Regions from separate parts of the Rattus norvegicus genome. Here region 2 is linked to region 1. The links are chromatin contacts, called in public Hi-C maps. All regions are on one chromosome and are shown on one strand. Each heading gives the region's core, a stretch centred on a gene start, on an enhancer-like site or on the middle of the called end of the contact. The rest is flanking DNA. Distances are from core to core; before and after follow the strand shown. Region 1 has its middle 27 kb from the start of Rps28-ps5. Region 2 has its middle 66 kb from the start of Vps54.

Region 1 (4,452 bases), core at 1,439-3,938:
CCCGGGCAAACAAAATCAAAACGAAAACTTAAGGAAGCATACGAAGCGAAGCGCTTAGTCAGAGCCACATTGCCTTGATGAGATCATTCGCGGCTCAGACTGACAGGAAGTAACTGCCTCTCAGGACTGTGAGGACCCGGTTGGCGGTGAGCAAGCACTGAAGGAGAAGTGCAGGGAGGAACAAATCCAGGATCCCAGACAGGGATAGAGGACATGTCCTGGGAAGGCACAGGCAAACGTGGAGCTCCCCGGAACTCACAGAGCTTTTCCTCACACCCACTGAGATTCACTTCACAGAGCGGAATAAATCAAACAGTGACATTGTTGGAGGCAGGGTGTGGCTTGCAACCTTAAATGGCGCTTCCTCCCAACACCTGCTCCATAAGGATCTGAAACAGAATTTGTAAATGAATGGTGCATGGGTTGAGTCAGCCGGCGGTTCCCGTGAAAATCATTTACTTAGGAAACACTTGTTGCATATGCACGCGTGCCAACCCATGCTCCAGGAGACACTTAGCATACAGTTCTGGGCAGGCAGAGGATTAACCTCTCCTCACACATTTTTATTGTATAGGGCAGGCCAACCAGTAAGTCTTGTAATTCCGTGATTTAATCTAGTTTAATATTTTTTTTTTTTTAAACAAGCCCTTCCTGTGTAGCCTGGGATGACTTTAAACTCAAGATCCTCCTGTTTCAGACGCCAAAGTGGTGGGATTCCCTCTAGGTCTGTTGTTTTTTTTAAGATGATAGATAATATGGAGAAAGAGAAACACCCCAAGTCGGGAGAGAATTTGCCATAGGAAGGAAGCGGTACGGTTTGAAGGGGTGGGCCTGCAAAGGGTTTGCCATGGAGAAGGTGGGATTTGGCAAAGACCTAAAGAGAGGAGTTGGGCTGTGGGAGCCTAGGACAGAAGGCACAGGAGGCAGCAACATTCCTAGGACACAAGGATGCCTGGTGTTCAGCTGTGTCCTAGGAGACTGTAGTTAACCATCGAGAGTCCGCATTTTAAATCTAGGTTTTTGGGTGATCTTTAGTTAAGCTCTGGCAGTGTTATCCCCAAATAATTTTAGAAAGTGATGAACCGGGGTGAATAGATCACAGCTCTTCTCTCATAACGGGGCGCACATCTCCGATCCACACAGAGTCCTCTCTGCCTCCCTGGTTTCTCCCCTTAGACTCGCCCCCCAGTTACTCCTTCAGCTGCCACTCAAGTGCTTGCAGGCCTTCAGGCCCTTCTGCCCATGTAGCGAGGTTAGGATCTGTTCCTCAGTTGGCATGCACATCTCAAGAGTTTCGATTAGCAGATTTACTTCAACTCATACAAAATCCAGGAGCAGGAGGGTCTTCAGGCCTCTTTCCACCTTGCCAAGACTCCAGGGTCCAGGAAGCGGTGCTTTCCAGGCTGAGGCTTCTCCACTTCAACTCATGCACTAGAAGGGGAAGCCAGAGCTTGGGGAAAGCACTTTGACCCCTACATGCTTGACCTTCGCCACAATGGGTCACCTCACCTCTACTGGCCAGAATTAGTCTCAGGCCTTACCTGCTTGCCTGAAGAAGGGCGAAGTCTGAGGTAGAAATAAGTTACTTTAGTCTTTCACCTGCCTTTCTGTGGTAAGTCTCAGAAGAACCACTGGGTATGTTTGTATGCTGTGATGTCACTGAGATCTCCCCTACCCCACCCCCATCCCCCTACCCCATCACCGAGCCCAGCATCCTCAGTAACTGTATCTAGGGATCAGACACCCCTGGTTCGCTGTGTCTCTACCATGGCTAATGAGTACTCTTTGGCCAAGTTTCTCATCCTGTCTTAACCTGCTGCTCCGTTTCATTTGGAGATAAGCCTACCCATAACTCTGGGTTAGTGTGAAGATTACGGGGTATTATGCACACAAAGAGCTTTGAAGGTTACTTAGAAAGCTCTTGATATGTGTCCATTGTCTTCAACAAACAGCCGTGTTATTATGAGATGCTTTTAAACTTTACATTGTGAAATAATTCGGACTGCAAAAGTAAAGATTCCCATATGGTCTCTGTCTCTCTCTCTCTCTCTGTCTCTCTGACTCTCTTTCTCTCTCTGTCTCCCCACCCCCTGCCTCTCCCTCTTCCCTCCCCCTCCCCCTCATCTTTCCCCCTCCTCTTCTCTTTCTTCTCCTCCTCCTGTTCCTCCTCCTCCCCATCCTCCTCCTCCTCCACCATCTTCCTTTTGGTTTTTGAAACAGGGCTTCTCTATGTAGCCCTGATGTTAATCCCACCAAACAAGAGTAAAGATCTTTATCCAAAATCTTTTAGTCTAATTGGGCAAGCTTTATTTTCAGTCAGACAGGGCTTTCTTCCTAAAGCAGGGTTTGAAACAACAGCGGTGAACACAGAAGACGCTGGAGTTTATATAGCTTTAAAAACCACAAGATTAATGGATTTCCAAGGGCTGGGGGATTTTTTTTTGATTATGTAGGAATTTGGATGAATATGTCAAAATTACTTGGCAGAACATCTTATCAGGGCATAGGGTGGAGGTCAGGGTACAGGGAGTAGAACACACCAAATTCAAGGTCGAGGCATGATCAAATTTAAGTTTTACAGAAAACAGAAATGAATCTGTTTTGACCTTGTGACCATATGGTTTCTAATCTTACGATGGAATCAGGCTGATCCATCACTGATTGACCAAGAACTCACTGTGTAGGCAAGGCCAGCCTCAAACTCAGTCCCTCTGCTATTTGAGTACTGGGATTAAACCCAGCTCCCATACAGTATTCTTAAGTTCCCCAAAGGTTAATATTTTACCACATTTACTTTAAAATTTTTTCTGTCTTTTCCTCTTTCTACGTATAGTTTTCTTTTTTCCCCTGAACTCTCTGAGCATAAATGACAGACGCGCCGGCCTGCACCTCTACAGTGTATGCTTCGCAGATACACGTTCTTTTATACAGCCGTGCTATAACTCGACACACTGACGCTGAAACCACGGTGTTATCTAATCTGCAAAGCTTGTTTGTAGAGCACGCGGGCCGGGCCACCAGCCGGGTTTAAGAACTCGTGAGGTGGAGGGTGCCCAAGGCCGGGCATTCTCATAGGTCTGAGAGGGCAGGAGTGGAGCCACTCCCTCCCTGTCTCTGTACCTGCTCTGAAACGTGGAACCTCCAACAGAGAGGACCAAGGGCAGTCAGTCACGTGATGCAGCACCTGGAGTCCTGCCCCGTGCAAATAGAGCGTCCCCGACATCTCAACCTCAGCCAATAGAAAACATTCACCCGCCGCAGGTTCATGTCGTCCCTGTCCGCGTGGAATAAAGCAAACAAGTTATTTTACCAAGGATCATCTGAGACTGGCTGCTTTCACAGAGCCGTAATACTTGCGAGAGGGCTCTCCGGAAGAAGCACACAACCTTGGATCTCTGACCCCCTCCCACTGCCTGGCCAGCTTCTCATTGGCCAAAGGGCTCACAGCACAGCGCTGCTGCAGACTGCACCACTGTAGCTGTCTCAGGACCCAGGACTCTGGCCACTTGCCCCGCACAAGCCACCTTTCTCGGACTTAGCCCTGCCGTTGTGCTGGCCGCATCCAGACAGCAGAGAACGAATCTGAGACCCACACTTGTTCAAATTTGCCCAGGACCGCTTCACCAATACCCCTTATTGTTGTCATAACCTATACCAAGGCATATTTAGCTGTAATGTTTCTTTCTCTTTAATTTGCAAATTTTCTTCTTTTGTATTTTGTGACCTTGATGTTCTAAAATTACATTTATTTATTCGTGTGTGTGTGTGTGTGTGTGTGTGTGTGTGTGAAGGGGCACCTGTCGGGATGGTGGTCAGAGGCCATCCTGTAGGAACTGGTTCTCCTTTCACCGAGTGGGTCCCACGACCGGAACTCATGCCATCAGACTTGACAAGTTAAACCCACCTCACTAAAGTCCTTAATTGTTCTTACTAAAGCTTGATGCTTTGTAGAACGTTCCCATTTGATTTCTTTTTGTTTCCTCACGATTCATCGAGGTATGCATTTTTGTCAGACATAGTTCAGAAATGATGTTGGACCCTTCTACATGCTTGGCATCAGGAAGCCATATATGCCCGTTTGCCCAGTTGATGCCAAGGTCTCCTTTGACCACTTTTTTTGAGGTGACACTTGCCAGATAGGGTTCTACTATAAAATTACTATTTTGATTTTTCTAATCAGCATTCTGTTGGGAGATATTTGAGATTTTATGAATATTCCTTTTTGCATCTTACTTTCATGCACTCGCAACGTGCCAGCCTATAAAGAAAGGGAAAACCTCTCCACAGGCTCTAAGATAATTGTCTAAGCCCTCTCCTGAAGACGAACTCCACATGGTTGGTCATTCATCCTCCAAGGCAGTGCTACGGCCAAACACGTCAGAGTGGGCACGACTCACTGGTCTGATTCTGGCAACCAAGGTTGGGGGCCAATTATGCCTACTCTATCCAGGA
Region 2 (5,081 bases), core at 1,327-3,826, 370 kb before region 1:
GGGGATCGAACCCAGGGCCTTGAGCTTGCTAGGCAAGTGCTCTACCACTGAGCTAAATCCCCAACCCAGCGTCAGTCTTGATAACTGATTATAAATAACTTGTTTTGTTTAATAGATGTTTGTTGAAAGTAACTGTGGGCTTTTCACTATAATAGATAGTAAATTACTGAAGGAGAAAGGTGCTTGCTACAAAGGTATCCATTAACTCTTAACTCAAATGAACAGCTAACAAATTCAATCTTTAGCAGCAGGATTTGGACATAATAGAAACATAGCTCGAGGCAGTAAAATGCAGTGGAAAATCAGAGACAAAAAATGTAAGAACACAGAATTCTAAATGTTCAGTGTGATTATGTAATGTTTTGATAAATGAAATGTTGATGGCTATACATGGTGGTGCATGTCTGAAATACCAACGCCAAGGGGAGTGGAAGGCAGAGGAAGAATTTTGAGTACTTGGACTACTGTACAACTAGACTCTGTCTCTCCCCGCCCTCCCCCCATACAATGTACTATAGAGAAAAAAACCACACACACATGGGGCAGAAAACACACACAGGCACACAAATACACACACAATGTAATTTAGGGCCAACCCCCCACCACACACACACACACACACACACACACACACACACACACACATACACACACGCACATGCACATGTACACGAACACACAAAATGTACTATAGAGACAGAAAACACACACACTCTCACACAGGAACTATAGGGCCAGATCCTATAAGGGTTCATTTTTCTTCTTAGCTATTGGTACAACTCAGGAAAGCTTTCCTGACACTCCCAACCCTTCTTGACATTGCCGCCTGTGTGGCTAGCTTCACTTCCTGCCTCTGCACCTGCAAATGGTAGTTAGTGGGCAGCGATGTAGAGCTGTTTTCAGAGAAGAAACTAACACAGCTTCCTCCAGAGGCTGTCAACTGCTATTCATAATAAAAGCCATGTTGTTGCCCCAAACTCAGAAAGATCAAAAACAGACAGCAGGGCATTAAAAAATTTTTTCCCTTTTGTTTAAAATTTTAATAATTTAATTACATCGTCCCCCCCTTATATCACTCCATGTGTGTATGTGTATGTGTGTGTGTGTGTGTGTGTATGTATGTGTGTGTATGTCTTTTTTGTGTGTCTTTTGCTTTTGTTTTTTTGTTTTGTTTTGTTTTGAGACAGGGTCTCACTATGTCGCTCTGGTGGTCCTGCAACTTGCTATGTAGATCAGGTTGGTCTTGAACTCACAGCAATCCAACTGCCTCTGCCTCCCAAGTGCTGAGACTAAAGGCTTGAACCATCCACCCAGCTACATATTCCTAAGTATAGCCTGCTCAGTCTGCGTGTTACTTGTATGCATGTTTCAGGGCTGACCATTTGGATTCAGAGGACTTCTCCCCTGCTCCAAGGCTTTCTTTTTAAGGCTATTTTTGTTCAGAACCCATTTGTATTAGCTCCTTTTTTTTTTTTTAATTGTAAAATTTTCTTGAAGTTCGGTATTTAGTTGTAAACACAAGTTCACCCATATTTAAGTCTACCCAGCACTGAAATCATCACTAAGTAGTTCCCTAGTTTGTCAAGTTCCTAGAACTGCTGGTAAATGAAGAAGATAGAGGCTGGAGGAGGCCAGGGTAACTAGCCCAGGATGGAGGTGGAAAGTGGAGGAGAGGAGACGATGGGACTCTGGAGACTGGGCTAGTGGGCGCCATCACCCCATTCGGCCTTTGTGTGAGAGAGACCTTTCTCTGTGTTCCAAGATTTTTAAAAAAATGTCTTGCCGCCTGGTTTTACTCTTTCTGACTTTGGGGTAACGGCATGGATGGCACTTTCGTCAAATACCCACACAGTATCTGGCAGCCTCTGGAGGAAACCTGGTAAGTTTCTTTTCTGGAAATAGCTACATCTGGGAACTATCTGACCGGAAGTGGAGTAGCAGGAGAAAAGCCACTGAAGTGCACGTATGCTGCGGCTGTCAGAGCAGAAGAAAGAACCAGCCGTCAGCCAATGAAAGGAGACGAGAGAGGTGATGTTCCATCTACAGGAGGAAGATGGACAAGTTAGCAGAGAGTTAGCGATCTGGGAGAGATGGGGAGACCCTTCCAACAGATGAGGAGGGACCTACTACCCTTGAGTTCCTTTTACAAAACTTATTCTTGGGGCAGAGAAGGAAACTCAGAAAGAGCCTTTCCCTGTATTTGCTGATTTTTGGATTCCAATCTGAGATCAGCACATCCAAGCAGCAAATTTGGGGGTGTCATGCCCCCAGTTCTTTCACTTTGATTTTCCTCATGCAAACTTGCTTCTTTTGGGCACACTGACTGCACCAAGAAGGCTGGCCACAAACAAAGTATTAGTGTGACAAAATAGTCACATTTCTGGATTCCAGTCATGGTGCTGGATTTCTGAGTCTGGTACAGGGAGTCAGGATCCGGCTTAGAGATGCCGTCCCTCAAGTTCTCAACCTTTATTCTCCTTCAGTCTTCTCGTCTGTCAGAACCTTGCTAGGGCTGCGGAGAGTAAGGGCACAGAGCTCGAAAGGCTGAGGCAGCAGAAAGCCAGTCAGCACTGCCTATGATTACAACAAGCTAATGTGAGCTGCTGCTACAGCTGAGTGATGAGGGGCACCCTTCATTCTGGAGATGACAGTTCCTCTCGGGTGCCCTTCATGTGGGTGACTTTCCCCGGTGCTCATAGTTTTCATTCCTGCTTCCAAGCCCGGCCCGGGGAACGGCAGGCAGTGAGGTTGTATGCACATTAATTTTGAATGTAGGAAATGAGTGTGCGACGACCTGGTTGAGAAAGCCCTAATGCTAATGTGTTACAGCAGGTGGCAGCCTTTCCCTGGGAGAGGGAGAGAGCCAGTGCACAGCTGGCTTTGGCTTCAACAGTTCAGTTTTGCGTTTGTTTTCCTCTGATACAAGCATCAGGACTCGAAACGATGGATTTATTACAGAAGGGAGGGGAACAGGAGCCTGAACCCTGGCATGGTGATATGTGGGCATCTTCCAGAGATGGCCCCAGAGACACTGTCTCTAAGGAGTTAGTTGGATGGCCCAAGAGAGTTTGGCCAAGTCAGGGCACAGGTGTGAGCATGAGGTTGAGAAAGGGGCTCTGAACAGGACATAGGACCACACAGAGCTGCCCCAGAGACTTGGAACGTAAGTCATCGGCTGTGTACTGGAAATGCATCTGATAGCAGAAATACCCCTTTTCCATTCCAGACCTGTGAACAGCCGTGAGAGCTAATCTGCTAAATTACAGAGTACAGTGGGTTATTTGGACGCAGATTTGCAAAGTTCTTAGTAAAAAGTCAGACTTGGTGGAGAATCTTAATGCCGGAAGCCTACCTGTCTGCCCTGCTTTCTTACAGGATTACCTTTAGCGATGGTTACTATTGTCAACCTCACGGGATCTTGAATCACCTAGGAGATAAACTTCGGCATATCTGTGAAGGACTTTCTAGTTAAGGTTAACCTAAGTGGGAAGGCCAGCCAATCATTATGTGCCATTTGGTGGGTTTGGATCCAAGCTAGAAAGGCAAAAGCAGCGAAAGCAAGCTGAGTACCAGCAATTCTCTCCCTTACCAACCATGGATACAATGTGACAAGCGGCCGCAGGACTTCTATGCTCTGATGGAATACAAACAAACCCTCCCTCCCTTAAGTTGCTTGCCTCATGAATTTTGTTACAACAATAAGAAAAGTAATGAATCTTCTATTTACCAAAAAGTACTATAGGGCTGGAGAGATATGGCTTAGCATTTCAGAGTGCATATTTGGTTCTCTACTCCTCCATTGTTGGTGGGATTGCACACTGGTACAACCACTCTGGAAATCAGTCTGGAGGTTCCTCAGAAAGTTGGGCTTTGCACTACCTGAGGATCCAGCTATACCTCTCTTGGGCATATACCCAAAAGATGCCCCAACATATAAAAAAGACACATGCTCCACTATGTTCATAGCAGCCTTATTTATAATAGCCAGAAGCTGGAAAGAACTCAGATGCCCTTCAACAGAGGAATGGATACAGAAAATGTGGTACATCTACACAATGGAATATTACTCAGCTATCAAAAACAATGACTTCATGAAATTCATAGGCAAATGGAGGGAACTGGAAAATATCATCCTGAGTGAGGTAACCCAATCACAAAAGAACACACATGATATGCACTCATTGATAAGTGAATGTTAGCCTAAAAGCTTAAATTACCCAAGTTGCAATCCATGGACCACATGAAACTCAAGAAGAAGGATGACCAAAGTGCAGATGCCTCACTCCTTCTTAAAAGGGGGAACATAGGAGGCAAAGTTAGGAGCAGAGACTGAAGGAACAGCCATTCAGAGCCTGCCCCACATGTGGCCCATATATATACAGCCACCAAACTAGATAAGATGGATGAAGCTAAGGAGTGCATGCTGATAGGAACCGGATATATATGTCTCCTGAGAGACAGAGACAGAGCATGTCAAATACAGAGGCAGATGCTAGCAGCAAACCATTGATCTGAGAAAAGGAACCCCAGTGGAGGAATTAGAGAAAGGATTGAAAGAGCTGAAGGGGCTTGCAACCCCATAAGAACAACAATGCCAACCAACCAGAGCTCCTAGGGACTAAACCACTATCCGAAGACTACACATGGACTGACCCATGACTCCAGCTACATATGTAGCAGAGGATAGCCTTGTTGGGGCACCAAAGGAAGGAGAAGCCCTTGGTCCCACCAAGGTTGGACCCCCGTGTAGGAGATTGTAGGCGGGAGGCGGTAAGAGGGGATGGATGGGGAGGAGAACACCTTATAGAAGGGGAGGGGGAGGGGTTAGGGGGTTTATGGACAGGAAACCGGGAAAGGGAATAACATTTGAAATGTAAATAAGAAATATCCAATTAAAAAAAAATAATTTGGTTCTCACCAGCTGCGGCAGGTGGCTCACAACTATCTGAGATTCCAGGGTCCCTCCGCCCTCTTCTGGCTTCCACAGCAAGTGCACTCATGCATATACCCCCATGCAGACCGGCACACATATACCTCACTGAAAGAAAGAAATGCTGTGTACAAAGAGATGATGTCTGAAA

The links. A called contact is a pair of places that touch in the nucleus more often than the background predicts.
Region 2: a contact with region 1 is called in a Hi-C map of psoas muscle, with 6 times the contacts expected there. The contact joins two enhancer-like sites. A contact is called at or near these places in 12 of 12 Hi-C or Micro-C datasets (the A7r5 cell line, the Rat2 cell line, Schwann cells and 7 more).

Annotation. Positions count from the first base shown.
Region 1 is chr14:99,163,972-99,168,423 of GRCr8, reverse strand. No RefSeq gene overlaps it. Among named protein-coding and RNA genes, the nearest start is that of Rps28-ps5, 27 kb to the right of the region's middle. Within about 2 kb of position 2,688, at least 22 of the 93 cell types and tissues checked have an H3K27ac peak or open chromatin away from gene starts, as enhancers often do.
Region 2 is chr14:99,534,911-99,539,991 of GRCr8, reverse strand. No RefSeq gene overlaps it. Among named protein-coding and RNA genes, the nearest start is that of Vps54, 66 kb to the left of the region's middle. Within about 2 kb of position 2,576, at least 2 of the 93 cell types and tissues checked have an H3K27ac peak or open chromatin away from gene starts, as enhancers often do.